Regions from separate parts of the Mus musculus genome. Here all the other regions are linked to region 2. The links are chromatin contacts, called in public HiChIP or PLAC-seq and promoter capture Hi-C maps. All regions are on one chromosome and are shown on one strand. Each heading gives the region's core, a stretch centred on a gene start, on an enhancer-like site or on the middle of the called end of the contact. The rest is flanking DNA. Distances are from core to core; before and after follow the strand shown. Region 1 overlaps Ttc7b (tetratricopeptide repeat domain 7B). Region 2 holds the start of Kcnk13 (potassium channel, subfamily K, member 13). Region 3 overlaps Gm26839 (predicted gene, 26839).

Evidence for each region. Promoter capture Hi-C pulls out the DNA fragments that hold promoters and counts their contacts. HiChIP or PLAC-seq counts read pairs in DNA pulled down with a chosen protein or histone mark.
Region 1: a promoter capture Hi-C map of stem cell-derived epiblast-like cells shows a contact between it and region 2, with 3 times the contacts expected there. The contact joins the enhancer-like site here to the promoter of Kcnk13 in region 2. A contact is called at or near these places in 3 of 39 promoter capture datasets (embryonic stem cells, pre-B cells and stem cell-derived epiblast-like cells), 1 of 15 datasets of contacts at CTCF or cohesin (large pre-B cells), 6 of 484 Hi-C or Micro-C datasets (the G1E-ER4 cell line and embryonic stem cells) and 1 of 115 datasets of contacts at active chromatin or transcription factors (microglia).
Region 3: a contact with region 2 is called in an H3K27ac HiChIP or PLAC-seq map of microglia, with 4 times the contacts expected there. The contact joins the enhancer-like site here to the promoter of Kcnk13 in region 2. A contact is called at or near these places in 4 of 39 promoter capture datasets (embryonic stem cells, liver and stem cell-derived epiblast-like cells), 1 of 15 datasets of contacts at CTCF or cohesin (the NIH/3T3 cell line), 1 of 115 datasets of contacts at active chromatin or transcription factors (microglia) and 1 of 9 other capture datasets (embryonic stem cells).

What each region holds. Positions count from the first base shown.
Region 1 is chr12:100,464,189-100,469,079 of GRCm38.p6, reverse strand. Ttc7b (tetratricopeptide repeat domain 7B) reads left to right here. Exons shown (of 20, transcript NM_001033213.1): 4 at 2,770-2,900. Among named protein-coding and RNA genes, the nearest start is that of Gm36375, 29 kb to the left of the region's middle. Within about 2 kb of position 3,624, at least 33 of the 459 cell types and tissues checked have an H3K27ac peak or open chromatin away from gene starts, as enhancers often do. A contact at or near this core is called in stem cell-derived epiblast-like cells, where this site is marked.
Region 2 is chr12:99,962,360-99,967,013 of GRCm38.p6, reverse strand. Kcnk13 (potassium channel, subfamily K, member 13) reads right to left here and starts at 2,515. Exons shown (of 3, transcript NM_146037.2): 1 at 2,213-2,515; 2 at 734-1,810. The coding sequence starts at 1,067.
Region 3 is chr12:99,606,863-99,611,438 of GRCm38.p6, reverse strand. All of the region lies in intron 2 of Gm26839 (predicted gene, 26839), which reads right to left. It overlaps Gm35644 (a long non-coding RNA gene), which reads left to right. Exons shown (of 4, transcript XR_001780667.2): 4 at 1,091-1,343. Among named protein-coding and RNA genes, the nearest start is that of Gm35644, 11 kb to the left of the region's middle. Within about 2 kb of position 2,673, at least 31 of the 459 cell types and tissues checked have an H3K27ac peak or open chromatin away from gene starts, as enhancers often do. A contact at or near this core is called in microglia, where this site is marked.

The sequences.
Region 1 (4,891 bases), core at 2,375-4,874, 500 kb before region 2:
GGAAGCTCGCTCAGCCCTGCGGGTGCACAGACCTGATCTTAGTCATTTCTTCCAAGGCTGTAACTTCAGTGTATGTGATCTAGAAGTTGTATATCTTGGTAGTTACTAAATTAAAATAAAACTTATGTCTCCAAAAAAAAATCATACTCAATTATGCTTATAACTTCTCCAATAGCCAAAACTAAGCCATCAAGCAAACTATTCAGTAGCCAGATAGGTAAGTGCAATATTGGTAATAGCAATAGATAGGTAATAGCAAGAGAAAGAAGTAAACCATGGAAAGACATGGAGGGGCCTTCAGTATGTATTGCTACTGGAGAGCAGCCTGGCTGTGGACTCCCTGATTCCAACTGTATAGAGTTCTGGATACAAATTCTTGGAGACTGGAAGCTTAGTGGTTTCCAGGAGAAAACAGATGAATAGGTGGGCACTGGACATTTTTAAGGTGGTAGGTACATTGTATCATATAACAATGGTAGATACATGATGCCATACATTTGTTACAATTCATGTATAATTTAAAGAGTAAGCCTTAACACAGCTATAGACTTTTATTAGTGAAAAAACAGGATCACAAGCCAGCCCTGTTATCATAAAGTACTACAGAGGTCTATTTTATTTCTATGGGTATTTTGCCTGCATGTCTATCTATGCACCACATGCATGCAGTGCCCACAGACAGTATCATATAACCCAAGACTGGGGTTACAGATGGTTATGAGCTGCTGTGTGGGTGATGGGAGTTGAACCTGGGGCCTCTGGAAGAATAGCCAGTGCTCGTAATTAGTGAGCCATTCTTCCAGCCCTTCAATAAGACTTCTAAAACCTAACAGAAGCTCTGGCAGAGCTACTGTGGTGACAGAGCAGTGACTACTGACTCCCAGGGGACTATGCTGACTGCTGGCTCCCTATGAATAAAGGTGGCTCTTCTCTTTGTGCAGCCTGGTGCTCTCCTGTGACTATCTGTGGCCTAGGGGCATTTGCACTGTGCTGAGAGCAACTTGGATGATGCCCTTTTTCAAGAGGGTGCATGTGAGGTTTCAGATTTTTTTTTCTTGATACTTTGTGTGTCCACTTCCCTCTGTGGAGTGGAGTTCACTTTGAATACTAACGTGTGTGTGTGTGTGTGTGTGTGTGTGTGTGTGTGTGTATGTATGTCATGTATGTATGTCATGTATGTATGTCATGCATAATGGTATATGCCAGGCAGGAGACTAAAGACCCATTAACTGTCTGATTTGAAGGAAATCACTTTCTTTATCATGACAGGTCTCCACTTCTTAGCTGTAAAAGAGAATTGACCTTTTTGGTCCCTTCTAATTCCAGACTCAGACTTCTAAATGAGCTGGGTGCATACCATGTCATAAGGCACTTGAGGCAACAGAGATCCTATTGTGAAAACCTGCTAGTCCTTCCCCCACTGTGTCTGGTTTCTCTAGGGGGTTGAAGGTCGGTCAGCACGGGGGTCAAGAAGTGTCTGCTTGTCCTCATGTTGTTATTTTTTCAGCCTTTCATGCTTTTGTACATCTCAGCCCTGAACTCTACCCTAGCAAAGAGTTTGCCCCATCTATGAGAAAAATACCTTCAGGTTTCTGGGTTTTCTCTCGGTCCAGAATCAGCCTCGTGGTTTAATTACTCCTAAGCTTGTAGGCCTAAGTGTTGGTCCTAATGTAATAAGATTTCCCAAGTTTCTAAGTAATGTTCCCTCAGAGAATTGAAAACTTATTCCAAGGCATGCCCCAGTGACCTAAAGACTTCCCACTCACTGCCACGTCTTAAAAGATTCCATGACTTCCCTGTAGCACCTCTGGGGGTAAAGGGGGGACCAGGCTTCTAACTAAAGGCCTTAGGGGACATATAAACTCTAAACTAGAGTTGACAGGCTTGCTTATTTTAAAAAATTGTTGAAAAGCTTTGGGCATAGTTGAGTGAGGGTCTTTGTATTAATCAGAACCATCCTGGGACATGGTGAGTTGGAGATAAGACCTTTAGTTAACTGCTAGAACCCTAAAGGGAGCTGCTGGCATACTTCCATTCGTGTCTAGAGTCCTGGGCACCTGAAGATCCAGTGGCATAGGTTTCAGCCAGACAGCTAGCAGGCCCCAAGCAAGAAGCCAGTACTTCAGTTCAGACAGGGAAAGACCATGCTTGCCTTTCTCCCAGCTGATTGGATGAGGCCTGCCCACGTAGGGAAGGGAACCTGCTTACTCTGTTTACCAGCCCAAGTGTAAGTCTCATCCAGAAAACCCTACAGACATACCCAGAAGGTTTGTCCCGATGTCCTAGCATCCCGTTGCTTGGTCATGCTGATGTCTAAACATGACCACCATACTACCATACGCTTCAGGACTGAAAGAGCTCGTGTGAAGGCCCTCTCCAGTTCAAGCTGAGTTCAGGGTGAGCCAGACTGCATGTGGTGTGAACTGAATGGCCCCTTTCTTCTGCAACTTTAGATATTCCTTCTGGAGCTTCATTTTGATATTCCATTTTGTCTTTAAAAGAGAAGACAGTCAGGGTGTGGGTGCCCTGTGCCTTTAACTGAGAAGCAGAGAGAGGGGCAAGTGGATCCTTGGTTTACTCAGGGAATCCAGACCAGCCAGTGTTACATAGCAAGACCCTGTCTAATTAAAAGGAAGTCAGGATAGAGGATCTGCTTCTCCGATAGCCTCTTGCAGAGCCGACCATTCTGTGACCCTGTGCATCCAGACTTAGAATCATGTCCTATGAAAACCAACTTGTTCAGTTTCTATGTGTTTGCTTTGCTCTTAGGACTTTGTTTAGAGAAACTGCCTGTTTCGTCCTCTACCAGTAATCTCCATGTGGACCGGGAGCAGGACGTCATCACCTGCTATGAGAAAGCTGGGGACATTGCACTCTTGTACCTCCAGGAGATAGAAAGGGTAAGTAAGGCCATATATGTTCACTCCAACTGATACCACCCCGCTCCGTGTGCCCACATCAGATTGTGGGAATTGTAGCCGACCACTGGAAAGAAAGCCTTTGCCTTACTTGTCTGCCCCTGGCACAAACTCTGCTTGCATTCCTGAGTGTTATGGAGGAAGTGGTCATAGGTATGGTATTTATAAAAGTAACTGGGTCAGTGTGCAGATACAACAGTATGGGTTGTCCATACCTTTACCACTCTTCTCCCTGGTTAAGATTCATGCATCTTGCTGGGCGGTGGTGGTGCACGCCTTTAATCCCAGCACTTGGGAGGCAGTGGCAGGTGATTTCTGAGTTCGAGGCCAGCCAGCTCTACAAAGTGAGTGCCAGGACAGCCAGGGCTACACAGAGGAACCCTGTCTCGGAAAAAAAAAAAAAAATCCATGCATCGTTACTTGGTCTTCACACCAGCAGGTATTTACCTGGGTTTTGGGTTGCTTTACCTTGATAGTGTGGCAGAGGTCTTCTGGGTCTTTAACTAGTGTGTTTGGAGCAGGTTGTGTGTCTCCTGGGACTGTCTGCAGAGGACCGAGCAGTCAAGTGGTCTGTGTCAGGGTAAGGAAAAGTAGCAACTGACAAGAATGTCACAGAAGCAGAGACTGAGGGAGCAGAGTTGGCTTGAGGCTGGATAGGGTCAGGGATGAGGCCAGGGCTGGGCCAGGGCTGGGGCCAGGGATGAGGCCAGGGATGAGGTCAGGGGTGGGGCCAGGGATGAGGTCAGGGGTGGGGCCAGGAATGAGGTCAGGGGTGGGGCCAGGGCTGGGGTCAGGGATGAGGTCAGGGGTGGGGCCAGGGGTGGGGTCAGGGCTGGGGCCAGGGCTGGGCCAGGGATGAGGCCAGGGCTGGGGCCAGGGATGAGGTCAGGGTGGGGTCAGGGATGAGGTCAGGGGTGGGGCCAGGGGTGGTGTATTAGTCAGGGTTCTCTAGAGTCACAGAACTTATGGATAATCTCTAAATAGTAAAGGAATTTATTGATGACTTACAGTCGGCAGCCGAATTCCCAACAATTGTTCAGTCGCAGCTGTGAATGGAAGTCCAAGGATCTAGCAGTTACTCAGTCTCACGCAGCAAGCAGGCAAAGGAGCAAGAGCAAGAGCTAGACTCCCTTCTTCCAATGTCCTTATATTGTCTCCAGCAAAAGGTGTAGCCCAGATTAAAGGTGTGTTCCACCACACCTTTAATCCCAGATGAAAGGCATAGCCCAGATTAAAGGTGTGTTCCTTAACTCGGAGATTCAATCTTCTGGAATCCATAGCCACTATGGCTCAAGATCTTCAAACCAAGATCCAGATAAGGATCTCCAAGCCTCCAGATAAGGGTCACTGGTGAGCCTTCCAATTCCGGATTGTAGTTCATTCCAAATATTGTCAAGTTGACAACCAGGAATAGCCACTACAATCCACCCCTTGTCAACTTGACACAAATAATATCTCATGTTCACATGAAACAATAACAAGGTTGTAAATACGCCTAACATGATATAACTATCCCTCGTACAATCGCAAACGCATTAGTAAATTTACAATGGGCATTCATATTACTTTATAATCCTCGTTTCTGCAACTGGTTACGTGGCCTTAATTGGTATTTATAACTACCTTCCTCTACTACCCATTCTGTATTTCCTTCACCTTCAGCCAGCACCTCAGCAGGTCTTGGCTCTTTTCCTGGAGGATTGACCCATACCTTCATTCCTGATGGGTCTGCGTCCTTTGTCATCCTGCTTGGATTAGGCTGTTGTAGTTTCCCATTGACTTTAATCACAGGACATGGTAGTACTAAGAGACGCCCTAAGGGATCTCCTACACTCCAGACATAATCTTGCTTACCACCATTGTGAAGAGGTAATCCAATTTCCCCATGGTAATCTGGATCTATCACCCCTCCTAACACTGTTATTCCTTTTTTAGCCTGTTGGTTTAAGGGCATTAGAAGCCCAAAATGACCA
Region 2 (4,654 bases), core at 1,266-3,765:
CATTCTCAAAATTCTTAGGGACTCAGCTGCCTCCTACTAAATTCTAACTCCAGCTCATTAGCCACCAGGCCGGCTGTCCTAGCAGTCCTTCCTCTAGTCCAAGCTCAGCCAGCACCTCAGGGAATTCTGGACGCAAGCCACTTCTGTCCCCGTGTATGCCCCTATGTTTGGGCCCTAAACCCAATTCATAGGAACTCAAACTGGCTAGACCCACCGTCACCTTTCCACTGGTTTTTCACAGAAGGAAACACGGCCCATTCTTTGAGCCCCATTTTACACTCTTCTGCCTCTTTCCAGTTTGGAATTCTGAGAGTCTCTCTGTAAGTTTGAAATCACGGCCTTTTCTTTGAGCAGTGGCTTGTGCATAGTTCAACACTCAGTAAACGTTTCTAGCTTTGTGTCTCCTTGTAAGCTCTCTCCACAGAATTCACGAACTCAGCCCTGTCTGCTGAGCCAGACTGACTGTCTACAAAAGCGCTTCCCTAATTTAAGAACCATTCAAATTCCTGGCGACTGGCTAACAAAGAGCAGCTGGTTCTGGTCTAGGCAGAGGTCTGGGGTAATTCTAATAATCTTCGGGTGTGGTTGGGATCCATTCACACCTGTTGATTAGCCACAAAGGAATCCCGAGGTGCATCGCTGGGCGCCCAAGCGGAGAACCCCAAGGGTGAGATGCTAGGTCCTGTGAGGGCCCAGGAACTAGGGGCATGGTGTGACCAGGCGGCTCACTTACCTATGGTAGAAACCACTGTACCCACGAAGTAGAAGGCGCCCGTGAAGTCCCAGCGAGGGCGCACGCTGTCCATGCGGATGCCCGCCCTGGTGGCTTCCTCGTAGTGGCGGAGGAAACCTCGCAGCTCTTCACGGCTCAGGTTGTGGCCCCGGCTGAAGTTGGCCAGGCGCTCTTCCCAGCGCTGCTTGGCCTGCAACTCCTGCGCTAGCTCCAGCGCGGAGAAGACTGCGGCGCCGCCCAGCAGGTAGAGCAGGATGAGCCCAGCGAGCAGCAGGAAGCGCGCGTTGTCCTCGTTCAGGTGGCCGGGGCTGCAGCCGCAACCGCGGCCAGCCATGGCACTGGAGGACAGCTCCGCGAGGGTTGCTGCCCGCGGACTTGTGCCCACGCCCCGGGGAGGATGTGCTCTGCCGACCTTAGCCTGCTCTGCGTGCGGGCTCGCCCATGCCCGCCGCGCGTTCCCCAAGGCGGCGTGGATCTCCCGGCCGCCGCCGCCTCCTCGGTGGTTCCTGTGTAGCCAGCTCCCCACGTCCGCCTGGACTCGTGGTTTCGAATCCGCTTTGTCGTCGCCGCCTCCCTGTCCTCTCTGGAGTTCTCCTTAAGGCTGAAGACCAGAGGGTCGGGACACAGAATCTGCTTCGACTTGGTGCGAGGGTGCGGGCGACCCGGGTTCACCCGAGCTCCTAATTCGGCTCAGATTGGGGAGGGGGCGTGGCGTGCCTTCAAGGCAAACTCCCTAGAACTTGAACTCCTCTTGAAGAAAAAAAAGGTCGTGGGTCCAGAGAGAATCGGCGGGTAAGCTTCACATCAAGGTCCGGGTTCCTCGGAGCATTGCTTTCCAAGCTGTGATGGCTGGGATACGGGCTGTTCTCTGTCTTCGGTGCCTCTCCAGGTGGATCTGTGTTGCGTATTAGTGACAATGTTCTGCCGAGAGCCTCTATCCACCAGAATAACCAGGGCTCAGAGGTCGGAACGGGTTTGGGGCAGACGCACGGACGCAGGGACAGTGCGAAGAGGCAGATCAGCCGGCTCGGATCTCTGCTGGGCACACAGGCTCCACGGCAGCACGAGGGCGGACCGCTGTGGGGAGGAGAACAGAGGGGGAGGTTGGAACAGTGAAGGAAGTTAGAAGCATCCTCCCAGGGAGCCTTCCTTGACTTCCCCCATACCAGATCGCCCTTGGCCTCTAGGGCCTGCACCGGGCGTTCTCTGTCCACACGTGCCGGCCCTGCCAGCCCATCTCCCGGAGAACCGGCCAAGGACAGCGGCCAGAAGAGTTCCATCTCTTTCACCCGGTTTTGATCGCCTCGGCTCTGTAGTTCTTGCGCAGTCAGTGGCGCTGAGCTGAGAACTCCAAGCTACAACATGTAAGCCGGCAACAAGGTTCTTTTGTGAACCGCTGGGGCGCCCACCCAGAGACCCCCAACTTGCCATGAGCTCTGGAGCCGCCGTCGCCTTCGCGTCTCACCTTCCCAAACGCACCTGCTCTGTGGAACAGGTTCAGGATGGTTCCTGGCTTCCCTTCTCAAGTGGCCTTGCCCTGCCCAGTGGGGCTGAGAGCAGAAGTCCGTGCCCAGAGCTGCCTTCTCTGTGGAGTGCTCAAAAACTGCAACAGGTGGAGCTCTGCAGCTGCCAACCGAGGCGACTCCACCCGGTACCCGCCCCTTGGCCTCAGGGCCAGTCTCCTGCTCAGGTCTCCTCCGCTGGCGCTCGCCTGGACCTCTAAACAGCGATGCTTCTACCAGGGAGTGCAGATCCCTGGAGTGGTTGCTTAACAGATAGGTCGAGAGCCTCGATGGTCTGCGTGGGTTCCTCTCAGGCCAGAAGAGGGCGCTGCGTGCCCTCCAGACACACCTGGTTCCCAGCAGTTTAGCCACAGGGGATCGAATATAGCTGTGTGAAGGAATGGATTCATAGCCACCCACGGTCTAAACAGAATTTCTCCGCCTTTAGAGAGAGAGAGAGTGGTCCCAGGAGACCCACCCACGATACTAGCCAGAAACAGAACTAGAAAAGCTTGCAGTTCTGTTGAATAGATGCAAATGATTTTGGTGAGAGTAACTAACAGACCGTTTATCTTGCATTGTGTCTCCTGGGGAGGAAGAACTTTAGAGGGTATTGAGTTCACACCCAGGGTGAGTAACCCAATTACCTTTACTAGTTTAAGAAACATCTCAAGTACATCAAAATCGAATGACGTTTACAATGACACAACACACCACCACCTAGATTCTACAAGTGACAGTTTACCAGGCTTGCTTATATTTACCCATTCCTTTCTAGTCACCAACCCACTCAGGATGCACTTTGAATGGTTGTAGACACCCACACACTTTCACCCCATCTCCAGCCAGTATTGGCCATTATTAAGAGCTCTATCCTCGGATTTTTGCTTTTGTGGTAAAATTTGCATGCAATGACATGTCATTGTACCATTAGGTGAGTCCTGATAACTTTGGGAGCCAAACAATGGTGGCCTCCCTCCCTTATCATCTAAAAGCCACCAAAGGATTAAAGCTCCCACAAATATCTTCCCAGTAAATCCCCACCCACATTCCTGCAGAGGTAGCCACTATTCTGATTTCTTTTTCCACCATGGAATATTTCTCCTTTATAGAACTTGGTTTTGTTTATTCAGGTCTCTGTATTCATAAGAACCAGTTATGTGTCTTGTGTAAAGTGTGTTCCTGAAGTGTACCGACTGACATCATTTCAAACTAGCTTTTTCTAACCCACAACAATGCAGTGTCCACATCCTATAGACTGTTGACAGAGCCAGCCATTTTATTTTTAAGCCTTCTGTATACAGGCACATAAACTTATCTCCTTGGGGTTTTGTGTTCTCTGGACACCTTGTATATTGGACTTTTGTAAATGGTTGGACTATTTTGCCCACTTAAAAGCTTGGTTTTGGAGCTGGGGAGATGGCCAAGTCAGTAATGTGCTCATCACAGTGTGAGGACCAGAGTTCAGCTCCCCAACACACATACAGAAGGATGAGCATAGCTGTGGACTTTTGACATCCTACTCCTCCTGAGCAGGTAGGGCCAAGTGGAGCTGGCTAGCCACAGTTCCGTAGCCAAGTCAGTGAACTCTCGGTTCAGTGAGAGCCCCTCTGGTTTCCACATGCACACATGTGCACACACATACAACATGCACACACACACACACACACACACACACACACACACACACACACACACAATGGTCCCTGTTATTGAAGGGCAGTGTTTTATATAATCTAGACTACCAGTCCTTTCTTAGGTGTGTATTTTGCAACTATTATTACCATTATTTTTCTTCTTCTCTGGAATACCTACTTGTTTTAAAAAAGTTTCCTGACAAAGTTTTCAGTTTTGTTAAAGACCAGTTTTCCAGTCTGTAATGATTGATATACTTTGTGCATTATATTATTGCTTTCAAGGTTGCATATGTTCTTTGTCTCTCCCCTACTTTTGTATGGTTGGTCTGTGTGGTATAGAGTTTATTTATTATGCATGTGAGACAAAGTTCACCTTGTCCAAAAATATACTCACTTTTTCTAATGGCAATTATTGAGAAGGAAAGTAAGAATACATTTATTTCAGGAATCTTTTCTTTTGACCGTTATCTATTGATCTAGTTGTTATGCCCATTAAAAATATTTAAATGAATTTTTATAGCTCTTGAAGTCAAGAAATGCAAAGTCTCCAACTTAGCTCTTCTTTTTTCGATATTTCTTTGGATGTAATGAATTGTTTCCGTTTTAAAAAATCAAAGAACTGTGGTTTTTAAGACAGACATTTTAAACATAGGCACAGAAAAAGTCTGTTATCTTGATTAGGACTACGTTAAATCTGTTTTGGGAAGAAGTGATATTTTGATAATTCATGAATGAATCTATCTCTTCATATATGTAGCTCCCCCTTGTTGTTATAGTGCAGG
Region 3 (4,576 bases), core at 1,424-3,923, 360 kb after region 2:
GGGACAAAGGACTTGATGCTTTAGCACTTGGGTGTGTATTCAGGTACCCATGTGCTTAGAGGCTAGGGCTCAGTGTCTTCCTCTCTCATGCTCAGCCCCGCCCCTTTTGAGACAGGGTCTCTCACTAACCCTGGAGCTCACTGGTTAGGTGAGACTTGCTGGCCAGCAAGCCCCGGCAGCCTCCTGCCTCAGCCTCCCCAGGTGCTGGGGTTACAGAACACAGCACCACCCCCAGCTTATCCTCAAGGGAGCTGGGCATCCATCCAGGTCCCCATACTTGCACAGCAACCACGGTAGCTACCTGAGCCATCTCTTCAGTCTGCCATTGGCTATTTCTGGCCCAGAGTATGCAGGTCACGTGGACAGAGTTTTCAAAGCCCACCTGTGACTCTTGTCATTCCATGCCTGCTCTGGTCACCTCCCGCTCCGTCCTTGGGCACCATGGTGGCTGTTGCAGTCTTACTGATGCCTATAGTAACAGCCACTGTTAAAAGCTCACTATGCACCATGTGCTTTCAGAAGGGCGATGTGGGCTCCATCTAGACTTGGTTACATTTGAACTTTATCGCCAAATATGTTGGTGACCTTCAACACTTCTTTCAATGGTTTCACCTTTTAAAGATTCCATTTCCTAATGGAAAAAAAAAATCTATAGCTACTTCATGGTATCGGCACACATACTAATGTACTTGTGTTTCATGTTCATGTTCCTTCCTCTTTTAGAGTCCAATTTGCTTCTGTTCCCCACCTGCCAAAACCCTACCCAGCCCAGGGAAAACACCTTTCTACAAACTTAACCAAACTTCAAAGGTCTATTTCCCCTGGGTTCCTAAAACTCCTGTTTATGTGTTTTATAACCTAGGGTTGTTCAAAGCATGCACACAAGGAACTGTCACAGCCACAGAATAGTCATAACTACCTTTGTCCAGTCCTGACGTCATGCGTGATTGTAGGGACTTCTGCGTGTGGCTTGCTTTGCCCATCTGCTTCTTAACCCTGGGAAACACTGCCTAAGAACCTCCTAACCTCAGACTCCCTTGATGTCAACTTCAACTTCTGATACTTTTCTGTTCTTTTTCCTCCTGTGTAGCACACACCCATCGGAACGATCACGTATGCAGGCAATTGGTTTGCCCAAGCAGAACGAAGCCACTTGAGTCTAACTGGTTGATCATGGCGTTCCCAGCATTTACGGCAGCGCCCAATACTTAGATGATGTCCGAGAAGCCCGGATATAAATGAACACCAAGTCCAGAGAGAACCAGGTTTGCGCATCAGCCCTAAAGCCCTGTGCTGTACCCTCCTTCCCTGCTGTTTAGCCACCCAGGATACCGAATACTGTTCCGGTTTACCAAGGGAAGCCTTTTTAAAAGGTTTTGGCCTTTCTTCTGAAGCTGCGGGGGGGTGGGGGGGGCACCACTGAGGATTGCAAAGGGAAGCACATAGTGTCCCCTCGTTTGTCTTCTGTGATCCAACTCCTGTCTGGACTGTCCAGCTGCTTAAAACACTGTCAGTGCCCTGTCACATGGGTTCCAAAAATAGCCCCTCCAGGAGACAAATGACGTGACCTTGGGTGCTGGCTATGCTCTGGATACGCTACTGGTGGGAGGATTCTGTCCATTGGGACTTTTTCCCTTCAGACTCAGGGATGTGGCTGGAGGCCATGCTGTCCTCAGCCTGTCTGTCTACTCTTAGGTTGGACAGTCTTAGAGTCTCTCTTCCATCTCCTCTTAAACTTGTATTTTCCAGAACAGCACCTAGATTTCTAGCAAGCAAACAGTACCTCCAGGCGTTCTGACGCAGGAGCTCTCACAGGGCATTAGCTGCCTTTGTATCACACTATTGTAACACTTGCTTCACTCCGCACTTTATGGCAAGCTGCCTTTCTACATCCTAGATTTTATACTTCTTCTTCTTCTTCTTCTTCTTTTAATACAAATGCTTTATTTAACAATTGTAGGTCATTCCATGGGCTAAATCGTGGATATCCAGAACCCAGCATCAAGCACAACCTTCGAGCTTCTCTTTCTGACTCCAATAGGGTGAGCATGTCACCCTCTCGAAGGGGGCCTTTGACATTTTGGATGATAGGGCGGCTGGTGTCACCCATAAATTCCACTCACACCTGCGTGCACTGTCCCTGCGAACCAATCCTGCCCAGCACTTTGGTTACCCTAGCCAGCTTGATGGGCTGCACGCGACTCGTGTCCATGATGGCGCTGATCTGGCGGAAAGATTTTACACTTCTTAAAACGAACATTCTCTTTCCATTTTCCTCTCCTCCCAGCTCAGGCCTTGCCCGTATCAACCGTTTCATAGTCACAGATCAACTGGCTTCAGTGGATGAACCGTTATCAAGCAAGAAGGAATTTTTTTTTTCTGCTCTGATTCGAGGGTCTGGTTGAACCTCAGGAGGAGACATGGGAAAGGCTGAGTAAGGGTCAGGGGATGCGACCTTTCCTTCTGACAGTTTGTCTGAATGTTTTCTCTCTCCCTTTATTACTGGGGATCAAAAGGAAGGAAGGAAGGAAGTGGTACGCGTGTGCCTTACAGGGCTTCTGCCAAGATCGATACTTTCTGTTTACAGATGATTTCCTTTCCATTTCTGTAGCGTTCTTACAAAGGGGAAAAAGAAGAAAAGAAGAAGAAGAAGTAAAGAGAAACTTGCAGCTGGGGAGAAGTCATTGGGAATTAAATGAATTTGTTGACCAGATTTTTTTTTTTTGACTAGCTAACACCATTCTATTTTCCCAATATCATTTTTTTAACTTTACTCATGTGACCCCACATTTTTCTTTTAAGGCTAGATATCTAAAAAAGAAGAAGAAAGAAAAAAGAAAAACAAAAAACTCATCTATTTTTGAGTTGAGTTGGTGTTTGCATGCGGGCACGTGGCTCTAGTAGATGCAGTTTACCACCATTATGCAATAAGTCTTTCACTTCTGCAGAAACACGAGGTCTATTTTTGCAGTTCCCACTCCTTGTGCTGAATGTAAAAGCCCCAGAAGGAGAGTGTTAAGAAAGTAAGGATTTATGCACCAGGCACACTCCCTCCGGGGCTGAGCCGAATACTTCCTTCTCCACGGTTTTGCAGGTGGTGTGGGTGGTGGAAGAATATTGAACTTATGCTGGGCTCCACTTTTCTAATTAGAACCTGAATCTTTGCCTCCTTGACCCAAAGGATGTCAAAGAAGGACACATTGAAGGCTCAATGGTTTGAATTCCTGTAAAATAGAAAATTTTGTTTCTCCCTCCTTTTTTTCTGTCCATATTCCTGAAGATTAAAACCAAACTTATTTTTCTTCCATTGGCTGCAGTGGTGGTTCTCTGTGTGTGTGTGTGTGTGTGTGCGCGCGCGCGCGTGTGCGTGTGCGCATTAGGCATCTTCCTCTGTCACTGCTTGCCTTAATTTCTGATGCAGATCTGTCAGTGAAGCTGAAGTTCCATCCGTTCAGCTAGACTGGCTGGAGTAGACCCCAGGGAGCACGGTGGCTCTGCTGCCCCAGCACTGGGATCATAAGTGTGTGCTGCCACACCCAGCTTTCTACAGGAATCCTTGGGATCCAAACTCTGTTCTTCATGCTTGCACAAAAGCACTTCGCTGAGCTACTTTTTAACCTCTCTTTGGGCTGCTTTTGATGACAGCTTCAGAAGGCTGAGCTTATTTCTAAAACAAAAACAAAAAAACCCTCACATTTTTTAACAAGTGGTTTTGAATTGCTGTGTTGTGTTTCTTTGAACTTTCTTCAAAAACCTGAAGGCCTGAGATTAGAATAATGGAGCCCAGACCCTTCTATGGCGTCTGCCATTTTTCTGATTTACTCAGGTGCTTAAACCTTAGGTTAAGCCTTATGAGTCTCCATCTGAGAGAAGAAAAGAGTGCTCAATTGCAAAGTAGTTAGTGATCTGGCAACGCCTCAAGGACGGTGCTGTCATCTTCCTGAGGTTGGAAAGATGGCGTAGCTATTGGGAGCAGGAGTGAAAGCCCAACCATGACCCATCATGGACGCCCACGATACTATCTCTGTGTTAAGACCCTACTGACAGAAGCAGGAAGCTTCAGACAGACAGCTCACAATTTCAAACATCTGGGCGTGTTGATCCTCGCACCTACACGGGATGCTGGCCACTGGCTGGACATTTTCTTAGCATTCTAACAATTCTCAAAGAGGTGGCTGCAGTACAAAATGTGCCAGTTGGCATCTACTAATCTAGCTATGTTTGTCTTTTCCTGTCCCTAGCACCTGTTGAGAATGTGAGGTTCTCGGTAACCATATGTGTGCCATGGGCGTCTCTTAAAAGATATTAGCAGCTGCAATGTACATATCAATGAGAGACAGGTTAAATTGAGTTTCACTGGTAGTGATGTATCCAGAACATTACCATTTTGATGGACGATCAATATAAACATATGAGTCCAACACGTTGATTTCCCTCTTCCTGCTATGTCTTGGAAATCCAGCATCTAGTCTGTGCCTTGCAGCACATCTCAGCTCAGGCCAGTCATATTTCAGGAGCTGTGTGTTATGAGCATCTTCCTCATGGTATCATTGATACAGCGCATGCCCATCACTGT